Regions from separate parts of the Lactuca sativa genome. Here region 2 is linked to region 1. A link is a contact called in public Hi-C data. All regions are on one chromosome and are shown on one strand. Each heading gives the region's core, a stretch centred on a gene start, on an enhancer-like site or on the middle of the called end of the contact. The rest is flanking DNA. Distances are from core to core; before and after follow the strand shown. Region 1 holds the start of LOC111889979 (TATA-box-binding protein). Region 2 holds the start of LOC111889953.

Region 1 (5,871 bases), core at 323-2,822:
AAGGGGGTGGGAGTTCTATTATCTTGAAGCTGCAGGAATATGTGACTGTGATTCAAGCAAAAAATAAAAGGAAATACATAATGTGATTTTGGTGGGTCTAGATTGATTGTTAAGAACGAAAAAGGGACAAATCATTTTGACATGTGTTTCATTGAGAATACATGGTGTATCAGTCGTTAGAGGTTAAAGAGACTTAAAGATCATGTCATAACCCACTTTATTTTATATAAAGCCAAAAAATAAATTCGGTTTGTTCACATCCTGGTAACTATTTTTTTTTTTTTTGTAAACATCTAGGTAACGAACTTTTTGGAAATGTTCATATATGATAATTATGACCTGCTGTAGCAGGTTACATCCAGTTATAATGGTCATATATGAATACTTCCAAAAAATTTGTTACCTAGATATGTACAAAAAATAGCTATCAAGATGTAAACAAACTGAAAAGTTAATTACGCTGACAAGTCAATTTTTTTCTTTTTTATTTTATCTTCTAATTTAGATTTAGTATAAAATTTAACCTAAATGGTAAATATTTTTAAAACCACACCATTTTGGTAAATACCTTTTTAAAATACGCTACTTTAGTAAAAAAAATCTCTAGATTTGACATGGAAAAAAAAACATCATCTTTTTATAAAAAAAATTTTGTTTAAGATATTAAATGTAAAATTTTAAATGTACTAGAGACTAAAAGTATCAAAAATTGAGACCAATAACATGAAGAACACCATCTTCAATGAAGTTTGATCCATGTATTATAGCAATTTAAAATACAAAAAATAAAAGTAGCTTTTATTTACATCGATAGCATTGCTCGTGTCTCGTATATATATAAGACAAGAGCAATGCTATTGATGTAGATAAAAGCTACTTTTATTTTTTGTATTTTACATAACAAAAGGAAAGAGATGGGATGAGATTGTTTGTGGTTCATTTTCTGTTGCATCACACTCACACGCTAGCTAATAGAGCACTTATTACCTACACCATGGTCCATGTTCATCCGTTTAACCCCAACCAAAAAACAAAGAAAAATAATATATTCATGAGAGAGAAGGCAACAACAAATTTTTCCTTGCTCTTAATTCTTACAAATGATTGATGTTCGGTTTATAAGGGGGTGGAAGTTCTATTATCTTAAAGCTGCAGGGAATCTGTGACTGTAATTCAAGCAAAAAATAAAAGGAAATATGTACTGTTGGTGGGTTTAGACGATTGTTAAGAACAAAAAAGAGCAAATCCTTTTGACATGTGTTTTATTGAGAATATATGGTGTATCGATCGTTAGAGGTTAATGAGACTAAAAGCTCATGTCATAACCCACTTTATTTTCTATAAAGCCAAAAAAGAAGTTTGGTAACCTGTTAAACAAAACTCCAAAGATTGATACCTAGATATATAAAAAAAAATATCCAGATATATACAAATCAAAAAATTAAATTAAATACCTTAATAAATCAATTTCTCTACTATTTACTATATACAATTAACAATTTAATACCCACGAACGCGTTGACTAAACAGGGGTATTTATGGCATGATATAAAAGACATCCAAAGCCGCCCATAGACCCAACCCTTGCTTCCCATATCGTTCATTCGTTCAGTGCTTCTCATCCCCCTTCCTCTATATATCCCCCTTCGAATCTCCCTTACCTATATAAACATCTACTCCTTCAAATTCCTACCCGCCTTACATCAAATCATCTGCAACGTTCGTCAATTCTCAGTCTCCTGCGTTTCCCATTGATTTTAATTTTGAACCCATCTCGGAATTTCCAGAAACCCTAATCTAAGATCCCACATTCGAAGAGGGTGGCCGGATAGTTAAAGAATCACTACTTTCTGGTCTGTAATTGGGAGATTATTAATAGTCTGTATGTTGTAGATTTAATTTTACATTAGTAGCATCTGTCAATCAAAGAATTAGTGAATTGTGAAACTAAAATATCTTCGAATACGGGTTTGGGAAAGTTGGTTTATGGCGATGATTCTTTTTGTAGGACTAATTTGATTGGGAAAAGGTTCATTCGCTGAAGGTGTTGATTGAACTGTAGAGTTAGAGAAGGGATAAGGAGGAGGGTTTGATGGCGGATCAAGCGCTTGAAGGGAGCCAACCGGTTGATCTCATCAGACACCCATCTGGAATTGTCCCTACTCTTCAGTAAGTTCTTAATTGATTCTTCTTTGGTGAGAACAAGTAGCATCAGTCATGTTTCTGATAGTCTATACCAATATAGACACATCAAGTTAAACAAAATCATAAAAAAGTGGTCTTAGTATGCATTTTACAATGCTTTTTATATCCACTCATTATACGTCTTGATTTTGTATCTACTAATGGACTTGTGTAACCCCCCTTTTTCTTAAGAGCATTGAGAATAGCAACATCCTTTCGTTATTTTTACAATGTTTTTTTATATATATTTGTAGAAACATAGTGTCTACTGTCAATCTTGACTGCAAGTTGGATTTGAAAGCTATAGCATTACAAGCTCGAAATGCAGAATACAACCCTAAGGTATGTAGTATTTGTTAATGTTGAAATCAAATATTGCTCCTTTCTGTAGAAATTACTTATGAATGTTTTAATCACAGGTGAAGAAATAATCATAAAAATCTGATACCCTTTTTCCTCCAGTTAAAAACATTCACTTATTGTTGTTTGTGTATGTACTCCATCCAGCGTTTTGCTGCTGTTATTATGAGGATAAGAGAACCCAAAACTACAGCATTAATCTTTGCTTCTGGGAAAATGGTAACTTTTTATTCTAAATTTATATTTTATTATCAAGCAAATATTCTTGTATCTAATTAGTATCTTGTTATTTCCCTTTTATTTTGGCTGTTTTTCTTCATATTCATATGGATATCGTACTTTGTTTCTTCAGGTTTGTACAGGAGCTAAGAGTGAACAGCAATCAAAATTAGCAGCAAGAAAGGTACATGAGGATTATTACTATGATCTTTTTATAAAAAAATCATTTTTTGGAGATAAAGGCTAAATCAATCATATAGTGTTACTATTTTCGTTTTTTTTTCTCTTTTATTGTATGCTTAAAGACTTGATTCTTGTCCAGTATGCCCGAATTATACAAAAGCTTGGTTTCCCAGCAAAATTTAAGGTAAAACTTAAACAATCTCATATATTTCATATTATTCAAAAAAAAATTAATGAAATATTTTGTTTAATTTTTTAGGATTTCAAGATCCAGAATATAGTTGGATCATGTGATGTGAAATTTCCAATTAGACTTGAAGGACTTGCATACTCTCATGGTGCTTTCTCAAGTGTAAGTTTCTTTTTTATTTGTTTCTCTAATCAAACTCAACTTATTTTAAATAATTATTTTTTATTTTTTATTTTTTTATTTTTTTGCAGTATGAGCCGGAACTGTTTCCTGGATTGATTTACCGTATGAAGCAACCTAAAATCGTGTTGCTCATTTTTGTTTCTGGGAAAATTGTTCTTACTGGAGCTAAGGTGTGAGATTTTAATAGTTTATACATACATATATATATTTTTTATTTTATTTTTATAACTTTTTTTATGGTGTTTTATTGTAGGTTAGAGAAGAGACATACACTGCCTTTGAAAATATATATCCAGTGCTAACAGAGTTTAGAAAGAATCAACAGTAGTGTATGGGAGTGAGAGAATTCAATTTGTGTTTGGCTTTTATGCCAATTTATTCGTCGATTGAACAAATATATCACCCAGAAGAATTTTGAATTTTGTGGCTTTTTAAGTAGGGATTTTAGACAATTTTGAGGGTGGTTTTGTTTAGCTTGAAAACAATAACATGAGTTTTATAGAAAAGTTAGTTAGTACCTCTCGTTTAATGGACTCATTATTGTCGTATCAATCATAGAGACCAGATTCCCTAAATAAAACCATACGACGAGTTTTTCTGAATTGCAAAACATATTTGGAGATTTTTTTCTTGTTAAATATGTTTTTGTAATTTTAACTATAATGGTTTTTCTAAATCTTAAGTTTTATAGTGTTTTTATTTTTTTGAGAAATTAAAATTAATCCTCCTACCTATTAATCCTCCTACCCATTTAAATATTAATATTCTAAAATATCATTAAATCTCATTAATCGATTATCAAATATTACAATGTATCATTTCATTGGTAGGAGAATAGTTAATTTCTCTTTTTTTTTTAAATCTCAGCTTTTGGGTAAAAATTATCAAAATAGAATGATTTTTGTAGAAATAATTTTCTTAAAGTTAAATAGAAGAAAAATTGGATAATAGAAAATAACCTAAAATAAAGAAAGATGGGACACAAATGTATTCTTGGACTTGATTTTACAAGGGAGGAGGATTATGCCATTATGAAAAACTACTACGCATTAATCAAAGCAAATAAACACAAAAACCTTAAAAATATAACACCAAAAAAAGAGCATATAAAAAAAAGACATGAAAAACCTGTTAGAAACCTAAAACCTTCCTATTTTACATGTCTTCCTTCCCCCTCAAACCTCAAACCTCCTTTTGTATACATTTATCCTTAAAAACATATCATCTAGCAACCATTTGCAACGACACCATTCACTGTCGTTTTAGCCTCATGATTGTTTTCCACCTCATCTTTCTTGTTCTCAACAGTGGTGAGTTTTTCTTCCCATGTTTGTTTCTGAAACTGCTGTTGTTTTGCTTTCTTTTCTTGAATCCTCTTCTGTCTATCTTCATAAAACTCAAAATCATCCAATATACATTGCTTGCTTGAATGCTCTTTAAATATCTTAATCATTTGTAACCCCTGATCCAACTTCACCTAATACAAAAACAAAAAACCAACTTTCAATAACCAAAACACAAAATTAAAAACAAAGATTATAAACTCATAACCAAAAATCAAAAAAAAAAAAAAAAAAACTACCTCTTGGGTGTCTCTGCTATTTGTAACAGGTTTATTCTCATTGTTTTCAAGAATAATATGCTTCAATAAAGTATTAGGCACATCTTTCACAATATGCCACTTAACAGGAAAACAACCAATCCATTTGTCTTGTTGCCAATACTCCAAGCTTTTGTTAAAATCAACTGGCCCCACCATTTCAGCAACACCCACAAATTGTCCACTTGTATTCACCTACAAAACCAATCACAAAGATCAAACACTAGACATTTAAAAAAAACAGAAGGGTAAAACCGTAATTAAGCATACCGAGAAGAAAAGAAAAACAGGGCATCTTCCAGGCTTCTGTTGAGCCTCCTGATATGCAGCTTCAAGTTTCTTGTTTCCATTTTGTGTACTTGACCACACGTTATACTTGATACTCTTGTGAACATCATCTTCACTATAAGACTTGATAATAAAGAACTTGGCATCTTCATAAGTTTCAGGGAAATCTGCGTGGTTGTATTGGTCTTTATCTGGAGCTGCACACACCTTATCGATACCATCAATGTTTGTCAAATTACCATTCTGTCCTTTAACAGATATGGTGATTCGGGGTCTTGTTATTCTAGCTCTAGGTCCCCTGTTTAGCTCATTAAGACCATCTATGTTCTCATTGGTGTAACCAAAGAAACCGTTTCCTCCTCTTCCTCTAGGCTTGTACTTGTTATCAACAGTCATCCAGCCATTCCCATAAGAGCTATTATAGTTGCTTCCATATTGACTATATAACTTGTTTGGATACATTCTATTCATGTATGCATTTGCTGCATTTATGCCAGACATTGGTCTTGGACTCTACAAATCAAACAAATCGTTTAATTGAAAATTCATAATCAAGAATCAAGAATATGAAAAAGTAATGAAGAAAGATTAGATTTTTAGTTTTTTACATACCATGAGATGAGAATGAGGGCGAACGTTCTGATTCTTTGAAGAAAACCCATTT
Region 2 (5,359 bases), core at 642-3,141, 330 kb before region 1:
ATATTATAAGTTCATAATCACATAAGAAATCAGATCCTTTATTTGATTATACGTTAAAACATAAATTGCAAAATATATTTTTAGCAATTTGCCGTAAAAGCTTGTGAAAGGGAAAGCAAAGATTTTATAAAATCTTATAAAAATATAAATATCCGTCCTCTTTATAGTAAATAGTAATGTACTGTATATGCCTTCTTGCAATTATCACATGATTACAAGGACAATATTGTAAAGATGTCAGCCTTCTCTTTTTTTCAAGCAAGAACACCAATAATATGATTTTCACTCATTTTTTCTTCAAAAATAATTCGAGAATGCAATGTTAATTGTGTTATAAAAATAAATACTCATACATGAGTAGGCTCTCAAGCTCAGAATATTTAAAATTTGTGGTATCCGTATGTAAACTACGATTACTGACTACACATAAAAATTAACCATAAAGTTATACATGTCAATAGTTTCAAGGTAGATGATCCTGAATCCTGAATATAAACATCAAAGGTTCTTACTTTTTTTCATCAAATTTGATAAGTATAACAAGTAAAAGATGCAGATTTCAGGGATCTGTTATTATGTATGTAGGTGAACAAGGAGACTTAAATAATAATATCAGCTCATGTTTATTCTATCTAAAGAGAAATCTAGCATAAGATTAAAAAAAAAGAAAATCATTTCTTGATTCTACGGATTCTTTTAGCACCCCATACCTCCAATCTTCCGGCTGGACATCCACATGGTGCTCTGAAAATAAGAACAGTTCGACCATTAAGAGGTGCCATCTTCTTCAACTCGGCTTCCAGCTCCTTGTGATCTTTTCCTAGTTCCAATGGCTTCACGCCATAATCTGTTGTTCTTCCTGATGATGAATACTTGACACACTCTTCAGACTCAAGCTGGATATCAAACTCAACAGCTTTACGCAACCCTTTACAATCTGGCTTTCCACATTTCCTTGATTTTACTTCGAGAATTTCCCAAGCGGCAATACTAGCTATCACTCCGCTGAAAGCTGCAACCAAACCAACAACATATGCAATTGGTGCATCTGATATTATATCTCCGATCACTTCAAAAACCAATGGGAGAATCTCAATTGCTTCATGATAGATTGTATTCATGTATGGTATGATTAGGAATCCGAGTGATCCTAATACGAGAATCAGCATAAGAATATCGAGCGCTGCAAAGGGGGATCGCTCGCAAAACGGATGATACAAAGGGTTTATTGAATTGGAGCTGGAATTGGAATTAGAATTGGAATTGGAACCATACTTCCTATTGTTCCGAGAGTGATTGTTGTTGTTATTCATCGTCGGTGTCATATTTTTGTGCTGTTCGAAGGCTCGGCAAAATTCAATCAAGCTACGGCAATCAACCATTGGTAATCTCATAGCCATTCGGATTCCGATCCCTATTTATTTTTATCTTAGCAATTTATATCTTCAATCTCGATCAATCTCAAATCCGTACTAGTGCGCCAATAAAGAATTTCCAATCTACCTCGAGATTTACAAGTTCACCTAATTTGACTAATCAAATGGAGATCTATAACGGGCAGACGCCAAACCAATCAACGAAGAACAGGCCAATCTTCAAAGAACAGAGCCGAATATGAACGCAAATCGATTAGATAACAATTCGCCATCATCGGTGAAATGATTGACCAAAAGGGCAAGGGGATGAAAAAACCACCATACAAACCAATCGCTAACTGAATCGAGATACGAGAGGACGATCGGAATCAGCGGAATTTGAGCTAGAAAACGTGAGGCGTGGATTATGAGGCGAGATTGTGATTGTGATTGCGAAGAAGGGATTAATGACGATGAAGATGATGACATTCAGTGGGAGATATAAACACGGCGAAGAATAATCCGTGGCTTAGTTACTAATTTGAAATGGCATATTTGGCCCCTAAAGTACCATTATTACATTTTTGCCTCGTAAATATTTTATTTCCTTTTATTACATATGAAAATGACAATACATCAATGCATCATGTTGATTTTTATTTTATTTTTTGCTTTTATTGTCATTGTGAAAATTTATTCCAGGATAAATATTCTGATTTCTTTAACATTCTGATGATAGACTTCATTCGTGCACATTTATAATGCATAAAGTGAAATATGTCATGTCATTCTAAAACATTGCACATGTGCACCTTAAAAACCGCCCATAATCATTTTGTTGGTAGTTTAGATCTTGTTAATTTGCTTCTTTAATTTATGTTAAACATTTGAACATGCACTAACACAGAATAAGTTTTTGAACGGAACACCTTTAAATTAGTTCTTACGCCTTGTTCCCGAGTTTTTTTTGTAAATTCATTAAAAGAAAGGGAAGAAAAATTTTGACTGAAAGAAAGGGAGGTGAAGGAAAATATTCAGTATTTTGTGTTCCCGAGTTCGAAGGAAATGAAAGGAAAGGAGAGGAAAATTTTTAGTTTTTGTGTTCCCGAGTTAGAAGGAAAAAGAAAATAAAACTTAAAATTTTTCTTCCCCTCACTTTCTTCCCAAATCCGCCCAATTTGGGAGGAAAATATGACTTCAAAATCCTTCCCCTCCCCTCACTTTCCTTCCATTAATGAAACTCGAGAACACGATTTTCTTTCGACACCCCTCACTTTCCCTCAGTATCCTCCCATTTCTCTCCTTAAGTAGAACTCGGGAACAAGGCGTTAAAGTTGGTCATTCAAATAATGACTTGTATGGGTAATTAATTTTGGTTTTTTTATACATTTAGTCACTAAATTTATTTGTATGCTTAATATACCATTGAAGTTGTTGAAACTGTAAAAAGAATACCAATATGACCGGGTATAGTGGGTTTTGCCTGTTTCCGACATCATTTCCGGCCAAATACGATTTTCCGACCAAATATGAATTTTCCGGTCATCTTCTCCGGCTAAACATGGTTTTCCCGACGAATGAATTTCTTGAAGGACACACCTTTTTCAGCCTTTTTTTGTGTGTGTGTGTGTGTGGGGGGGGGGGGGGGGGGGGGTATTATGATCAGGAACATGAAAACATGCAAATTTCAGGCTTCAAATTCAAAGCTTCATTTCAGATTTCGAGCTTCTTTTCAAGATAATTGATTTCCTTTGAAGATTTCAAACATGAACACAATTGATTTCCTTTGCAGATTTCAAACATGAACACTATTGATTTCCTTTGCAGAACTAATATGAGGCTTTATCCTTCTTCTCCCATACAAAATGGACAAGGAGACATCTCGATTTAGGGTTTTTTAGGAAAAGGAAACCATTGATTTAGGGATTTTTTGGGTTCTACATATGAACAGGAACATTTTTTGGGAGGGGGGTATTATGATCAGGAACATGAAAACATGCAAATTTCAGGCTTCAAATTTCAAGCTTCATTTCAGATTTCGAGCTTCTTTTCAAGATAATTGATTTCCTTTGAAGATTTCAAACATGAACACAATTGATTTCCTTTGCAGATTTCAAACATGAACACTATTGATTTCCTTTGCAGAACTAATATGAGGCTTTATCCTTCTTCTCCCATACAAAATGGACAAGGAGACATCTCGATTTAGGGTTTTTTAGGAAAAGGAAACCATTGATTTAGGGCTTTTTTGGGTTCTACATATGAACACAAGAACAAGTTATTGGTTCGTTTTTCAAATTCAAACTCGTTTTTCATTTGTGTATGGGTGTATGTTTGTCTCACACACGAATGAGCAAATCTGATTCAAGCTTATTTTTTGTTTTTCAACTTCAAGTACTTTTTTCGTTTTTCAGATTTAGTGTGTGTATGTGTGTCTACAAACACGATGAGCACATTTGAACTAAAAAAACTTGAACTTCAAAACTTGAAAAAACCATGGAAATCCTTAAATCCTTAAAAATATGAGATGGGTTTTGATGAACATAGATGAAGACGATAAAATTCTTAACAACTTGAAGATTTGTGTTCAAACAAAAACGTTTTTGAAAATCGTTCCAAGATGAAGGCAAATTCATCAGATTTCTGGTCTTGTGTTAGCTCATCAGATTTCTTATCTTATCTTGTTTAAGTTCATCAAATTTTTGGTGTTTGAGTTGAGTTCATCAATATATGTTCTTGAACAGATGAAGAACGCACAAACATGTTTGAGCCTCTGAAACAAACCCATTTCTTTATCTACATTTGGCCAGAAAACTCACGGTGGTTAGAAACTCGCTGGAGAAGACTATCAGAATGACATACTCGCCAGAAACCTTCAATACCTGGTAATAATGGTATTTTTTGAACACCTATTATCACACCCCCGGCCGAGGCGGTGGAACATGTCGGGTAGTGCCACTTAGTTTATGGATTACAGATAAACTGAATATATAGCACAAGTACAACAATAAACAAAACAACATTTGTATTTCATCTTGATGTTTTAATACATTGTTCTTACAAATAATAGTATAGTACATGAATTACCTTAAATAGATAGGCAGACATAACAAAAATAGTAAACAAGATAGCCTGGAATCCACGACTAATCCATCGTCTGAATTGCTTGATTATTGATTCCCTGAGAATACATGTAGTTTTGAGGGTCAACACAAGGTTGGTGAGAGTTACAGGTTTTCTGGTAACAGTAGTGATACTTTTAAAAAGTCTAAATGTATTTTATTTGTAAGTAAAACCATACTTAAGCCTGTGTTTATAATGAGTCTTTGAATAACCATTGGAAACCAAAAGATGTCTTTGCATAAGTAAATCCATAATTAAAATTGTGTTTGTAAAGAGTCTTTGAATAACTACTGAAAACCAAAAAAATTCTTCGCATACATAATCCATACTTAAAAATGTGCTTGAGAGAAACCAAATCCATGGTTTTGTAATGAGAGGGAGAGAGAGAGAGAGAGAGAGAGAGAAAGAGAGAGAGAGAGAGAGATTCTAGTTAATATTTATAGTGAGTCCTATAACCGAGCTATGTGACTGAATGTACCCCTAAAATGCTTCATTGTACGTTGTAGTAACGATTGTAGATACTTATCACCCGCTTCGATTGATCGGTCGAAGTTGTAGCTAGCAACCGCAGGTGGGGATGTCAACCCTGTATAAATCTATACATATGTATCTCGCTCTGAGAATTAACGGTTATAGTAGTATGGGTATACTAAGTGTTTAGACTTAGCTAATGAATAGTGTCTCACTATAAAGCCCTTAATTATGGTACGAGAGTGGCTATCAGCCCTAACATATATATGGATACGTCATTAGGCATAATGATTTGTATGAAGTTTATAAAAGTCGAGTATGTTTGGTATATACGTAAAAGTGTAATGTACTTTTAGCCCTACCACTCGCTGACCCTCACAATCGATCATAGCACAGAACCTGCTTAGCCA

Evidence for each region. Hi-C and Micro-C count contacts between places; a contact is called where the count stands out from the background.
Region 2: a Hi-C map of seed shows a contact between it and region 1, with 6 times the contacts expected there. The contact joins the promoter of LOC111889953 here to the promoter of LOC111889979 in region 1. A contact is called at or near these places in 2 of 4 Hi-C or Micro-C datasets (leaf and seed).

The regions. Positions count from the first base shown.
Region 1 is chr6:80,574,957-80,580,827 of Lsat_Salinas_v11, reverse strand. LOC111889979 (TATA-box-binding protein) reads left to right here and starts at 1,572. Exons shown (of 9, transcript XM_023886131.3): 1 at 1,572-1,853; 2 at 2,009-2,169; 3 at 2,439-2,526; 4 at 2,692-2,763; 5 at 2,897-2,947; 6 at 3,086-3,130; 7 at 3,206-3,298; 8 at 3,388-3,489; 9 at 3,573-3,841. The coding sequence starts at 2,093. The coding sequence ends at 3,647. LOC111889986 (YTH domain-containing protein ECT2) reads right to left here. Exons shown (of 6, transcript XM_023886137.3): 3 at 5,820-5,871; 4 at 5,190-5,720; 5 at 4,902-5,114; 6 at 4,265-4,796. The coding sequence ends at 4,545.
Region 2 is chr6:80,901,910-80,907,268 of Lsat_Salinas_v11, reverse strand. It overlaps LOC111889953, which reads right to left and starts at 1,891. Exons shown (of 1, transcript XM_023886107.3): 1 at 493-1,891. The coding sequence starts at 1,400. The coding sequence ends at 672.